Regions from separate parts of the Pan troglodytes genome. Here region 1 is linked to region 2. A link is a contact called in public HiChIP or PLAC-seq data. All regions are on one chromosome and are shown on one strand. Each heading gives the region's core, a stretch centred on a gene start, on an enhancer-like site or on the middle of the called end of the contact. The rest is flanking DNA. Distances are from core to core; before and after follow the strand shown. Region 1 holds the start of BCL9L (BCL9 like). Region 2 holds the start of DDX6 (DEAD-box helicase 6).

Region 1 (2,700 bases), core at 200-2,699, 130 kb after region 2:
GACTTCAAGGGACACTATCCTTCTCAGAAGGAGAGAGCAGCCCTCTGTCTCTTCTGAAACCAAATTCCAGCAGCCCTGGAATAGGACCTACCCCAGCGCAACAAGAAGCCTAAGCTCACTTCTCTTCCTACATTCTTCCCCGAGGGTTCCTTTGGATCAAGACAGGGGCCACCTCCCCTTAGCAGCGCAGGGACACCTCCAAGGAACTGTATGACTGCCCCACCCCCCAGCCAAGCCCACATCACTCAGAAGCCTTGGAAGAAGAGACTCCTCAGTCACAGCCCCCGCTACTCACAGGCAGTGCCTGGGAGAAAAGGGTGACCCCCAGCTCTCCCCAGTCCCAACCCACCTCCTTCTGGAGGCTCCTATCAGCCAGAGGAGGAGGGCTGGGGTGCTGAGACCCACGGGGTTGGTGAGCCTGGGAGGGGGACTACATCTCCCAGAAGCCCCCAGGGCAAGGTTCGCTGCTCCAGCTGGCCCAAGGCCGGCCTTGTTCTCTGCGCTAGGGTGGCAGGGTCCCCTGGCTGTCCCTAAGCCCTCCCCACGGTGTTCTGGAGCTGCCAACCTGATTGGGGGCTTAAGAGTAGCCTCCACTGACCCTGGGGGAGTCCCCCACACCTTAAACAGCCTGGGGGTACGTGCCAGAGATCAAGAGACAATCAGACTGTGTTTCCCCTCCCCGATTCAAACTGGATCTCCCTCCTCGCGCCTCTGCTGGCCTGGCATGACTTTCGCCTTGCCCCCAGCCCACCCCTCACCTCAGGCGGATTGGGGGGTCCTCACGCCAGGCCGGAGCTGGACGCCATGACCAGGTCAGGGTCGTTGTGTGGATGGGGGTCCTCCTGCTCGCCAGTTGGAGATGCAGAGGGGGCGGGCAGGCGGTGATCTTTTGATCCTGGACGCCTTGATCTCAATACCAGCCCGGCCCGGGAGAGGCTATCCGGGGATCGCTGGGTGCCTGGGTTCCTGCCTCCCAACCGCGGAGCATGGTCGTGGGCGCCGGGCAGCGGCGGGAGAGCGCGCACACCCGCCGGGGCCGGGGCGCGGGGCCGGGGTCTCGGCCCCGAACCTCAGGGCTCCGGCTCCTGCTCCTGCTCCTCCTCCCTTGCTTGCTTGCTTGCTTGCTTCCTTCCTTCCTTCGCCTCCTCCTTTCACTTTCCCCAAAGCCCGCGGGGATGGCGGGCGCTGGGTGGGGAGGGGGCTGTCTGGGCGCTTATTGTTGGTCGGACGCCGAGGGTCCGGGTCGCAGCCCCCGGGCGGCGCGGCGCCGGGGGACCCAGGCGTGCGGGCGTCCGGCCGGCTGGCTCCGGGCGGCGGCGGTGGTGCAGCGGCCCCGGGTCCGGGGCATGTCCAGCCACTGGCTCCGCCGCGCGCCGCCGCCTCCCCGGGCTCCCCTGCGCTGCCGGAGCCTCGCTTGCCCCTCCACTCGGCTCCACTCCCCAGCCTGAATAAGCATCGGGGCTCTCTGGCTGCCTCCTTCTGCCTTCATACCAGAGCCCGGAGAGGCCCCTGTCAAAATAAGAGCTCCCCCATCTCGCTTGCCTCCTCGCCCAACCCGGCTCCCCCAGCCTCCCAGTGGTCTGACTCGGTAAGGCGCCCGGCCGGCTAGCGGGAGGCAGGTTGGCCCGGGGGCGGGGGGGGGGGGGGGCGGTTTCTGCTCTCCTCCTCACTCCTGAGAACTGGGGAGGAGACGCGCCAACAACATCCCAGGCTAGGGAAAGGTTTGACAAACCTACCTTCCTATCTGCACTGATTGGAAGGAGTGGAAGTTGCCTGGACACACGCGCGCGCGCACACACACACACACAGCACTGGGTCCCCTCTTCGTTTTACCCACCCACATCCATAATGCACTGAGCATCTCTTTATTCATGTCTCTCCTAGTAGACCATGAGGTCCTTGAGGACACAGACTGAGTTTTTTCATCTCAATCCTCAGCAGCACAAAGTGGATGCTAAGAAAATGTTTGTGGAAGTGAAACCTTTGTCTTCTCGAAAGAACTCTCCTAACCTAACCTCAAAGTGCTTCTCTCTCACACACACACACACACACACACACACACACACACACACTCTCACCACCCTATAGGACGATCGAGGCAATGAAAAAGAAAATGTAAAGCCCTTTTTTTTTTTTGAGATGGAGTTTCGCTCTTGTTGCCCAGGCTGGAGTGCAAAGGCGCGGTCTCGGCTCACTGTAACCTCTGCCTCCTGGGTTAAAGCGATTCTCCTGCCTGAGCCTCCCAAGTAGCTGGGATTGCAGGCACCTGCCACCATGCCCGGCTAATGTTGTATTTTTAGTAGAGATAGCGTTTCACCATGTCGGCCAGGCTGGTCTCGAACTACTGACCTCAGGTGATCAGCCTGCCTTGGCCTCCCAAAGTGCTGGGATTACAGGCGTGAGCCACCGCACCCGGCCCAAAGCGCTTTTTAAAAACATTTCACATGTTTCAATGTTCACCACAAACCTGCAAGAAAGAGGTTATGGTCCCATTACAGAGGTGAGGAAATTGAGGTTTGCATTACCTAAGGACTTATCCAGAGCTACCCAGCTAGAAAGTGGTAAGCCCAGGACTAGAATTTGGGTCTCCTTATCCCAGGGCACTTTCCCTGTTTCCTACTGTCCCCACCCACCCAGAATTAATAGCAAGTGACAAGCATTGACTGTGTCTGATAGGAAGAACACTAGCCAGCCTGCTTG
Region 2 (2,700 bases), core at 27-2,526:
ACTTAGCCTGTTCCTCCTGCCGACCCTGCTGCGCACCACATTCCTATATTCGCCTCCTCTCAGGCGCTCCCACCCCACACAGCTGCCGACCGCCTTCCTCCCCAGGCCCGGCCAGGCGTTAGGCCTCCGCCCGAGAGTCCCCCAGAGCCGGCCCGGGGGGCTCCCTACAGCCCCCAAAGCACCGCTGACCTCGACCCCACCACCTCACCCCAAGCCTCGCGACTCGGGCCCGTGTCCTACCAACGAGGCCACTCCCGCTCGGCACCCTCGGTCCTTTATTGTTGACTCGAAGCTCCCAAAATGGCGGACGCTCCTTCCTCCTCGGAAACCTCCGCCCGCCCCCACCCAGCCCTCTCGCTACGGCCTCCTCTCGCCCCCGCCCCCGCCCCGCTCCGAGGGGCGCGCAGGCCAGCCGCTCGAGCCGCCGGCTCCCCCGGCTGTCCAGCCCTACCTCCTCCGCTGCCCGCTCTCGTGGCGCCGCCGAAGTCGCCGCCTGGCTGAGCTAACTCGGCTCCTCTGCCCCCTCCCTCGCTCGCCCGTTCGCCCGCCCGCCGCCTCCTCCTCCCTCTTTCCCTGCCTCTCCGCATGGCGGCGACCGCGGCTCCTCCTCCACTCAAGATGGCGAAACCTCGGCCGCCGCGGCTATATTCGCCGCGGCGTCACTGCCTTCCTGGCCTGGTGGTGAGAGGAAGCCGGGCCGCGAAAGCTTCCTGAGGAGAAAATGGAGGGCCCTTCTCTCACACCGACGAGAAAAGTTCGAGGGGGAAATACGAGTTCCTTTTTGAAGGGACAGGACGGCTGCTTTTCCACAGCCGCGACGTGATTGAGAAATGGTGGCTGGCAAGGGTAGCCCTGCCTTCGCCCGTCCAAAGTAAAAATCGGGAGTTGAGACCAGAGGAACATCTCTTTATTACCTGACTAAGGATATGTTTTGAAAACTGGCCCCCGGGCAGCTGCTCGGGGACAGGAAGCTGACCTGACTCCTCCTGCTGGCCGGGGAGGCTGATGCCGGGCCTAAGGGGCCGCGTCCGAGCCTCTCGGGGCGCGCCTCCATGCAGGAAGGCGCGGAACTAGCGGCCCGGAGACGCCGGGCGCGCGTCTGAGTGTGGGGGCCGGAAGGGGGGCCGACCGGGCCCGGAGGCCGCACCAGGCAGGAGGGAGGACTCCAGAGAGCGCGCGGGGGGCGCTGCGCGGTGGGACGGGGCGGGCCTGTAGGGCGCGCCTGGCGGGGGGTAGGCTCCGGGCTTGAGGGTGCGCCTGGCGGGGCTGGTTGTGGGGGAAGGCACCGGGCTTGAGGGTGCACCTGGGCGGGGGAAGTCTCCGGGCATGAGGGCGCGCCTGCGGGTGGTATGGGGGGGTACACCGAGCTTGAGGGTGCGCCCGGGGGGCTCTCATGTGAAGGGTACCAGGCTTGAGGGCGCCCCTGCGGGGGGGCAGAGGCACCGAGCTTGAGGGTGCGCATCGGGGGTCTGCGGGGGGAAGGCACCGGACTTGAGCTGCGCCGGGAGAGGACAGCGGGGGACCGGACTGTGAGGGCGTATCTTGGGGGACCTGTCGGGGAGGAACCGGGAGGTGAAGGCACAACTGGGGGTGAGGCGGGGGCAGGGGCCGGGCTGTGAGAGTGCGACTGAGGGGGATTACTCCGGAGAGCAGGGAGCTGGGGGCGTTGCGCAGGTGGAGTGGGGAGGCCTGGTAGAGAGGGTAGCAAACCGAGAGAGCGCACCGGGGTGGTGGGGGGAGAAGCTGGACTGTAAGGTGAAGAGTTAGTAGGGCGCAACCGTCTTCTCCTGCCCTCGAAGGGCAAGACTGAAGAAAGTAGGGGCGGAGGAGGCCGGGCCCTCCACTAAAGGGAGGGAAGCTAGTGAAGCGTCAGTTATAATAGAAATAGGAATTCAGTAAGGAAATGGAGAAGCTTAAGGCAGAGGGTGACTCTCCTGCCTGACCCTCACTATGAAGATCTTTATGTATGTTCCCATAATTACTTTTCAGATCCCAATGTCTGTGTTTATCCTTGACAGAAATAATAGAACTGCTGTCTTCTTCCAAGTTAAACAAAACTTTGGAGCTAAAAGCTAGCTAGGTCAAGAGAAACAAAATCTAAGTCTCACCCAATTGAGAGACTGAATATACAAAGAATGGCCAAACCTACCCATGACCTCCTACCCAGAAGGGTCAGGACTTGATCTTTAACCGGCAGCTTCCCTATTTCTTGCCCCTGCTTCCAGCTCTGGGCCAATCAGAGAAAGCCAAATGTGCTCCTCACACCAATCGCGTAAGAAGCCCTGCTTCTAGTTAGCCCTCCTCCAACTTCCCGATGCCAACATCCTCCAATCAGAGCCAACCTGAAGTTTCTCCCTTTTTTCAGTATATGTAAAGCTTTTCCACTCCCCTGCTTGCCTATGAGTCTATTAAATCAAGTGATGGGTCGCGGCTGACTCTTGCCAGCTCTGAGTAAATAGCCTATTCTCATTTGGTGGTCGTTATTTCTACACAGCCGGTGGGAAGGTGGTGGAGAATAGTGAAGACTATTCTTAAGGTTAAAAAGAAGGTTCGCCTTACTTTTTTTTTTTTATTTTAAATTTACAGCATGGCGTCTCCAGCCCAGGTTTTAAAATACCTACTAATGTAAGGAAATAGCCCTGCACCTTGTGCCCATCCTAGAGAGAAAATGGTTTCTTAATAAAAAATGTATGAGGCCTT

The links. HiChIP or PLAC-seq counts read pairs in DNA pulled down with a chosen protein or histone mark.
Region 1: an H3K4me3 HiChIP or PLAC-seq map of stem cell-derived excitatory neurons shows a contact between it and region 2, with 5 times the contacts expected there. The contact joins the promoter of BCL9L here to the promoter of DDX6 in region 2. A contact is called at or near these places in 1 of 7 Hi-C or Micro-C datasets (stem cell-derived neural progenitor cells), 1 of 1 datasets of contacts at active chromatin or transcription factors (stem cell-derived excitatory neurons) and 1 of 1 other capture datasets (stem cell-derived neural stem cells).

What each region holds. Positions count from the first base shown.
Region 1 is chr9:120,869,761-120,872,460 of NHGRI_mPanTro3-v2.0_pri, forward strand. It overlaps BCL9L (BCL9 like), which reads right to left and starts at 1,450. Exons shown (of 9, transcript XM_016922105.4): 1 at 759-1,450.
Region 2 is chr9:120,735,824-120,738,523 of NHGRI_mPanTro3-v2.0_pri, forward strand. It overlaps DDX6 (DEAD-box helicase 6), which reads right to left and starts at 1,277. Exons shown (of 14, transcript XM_054662764.2): 1 at 915-1,277.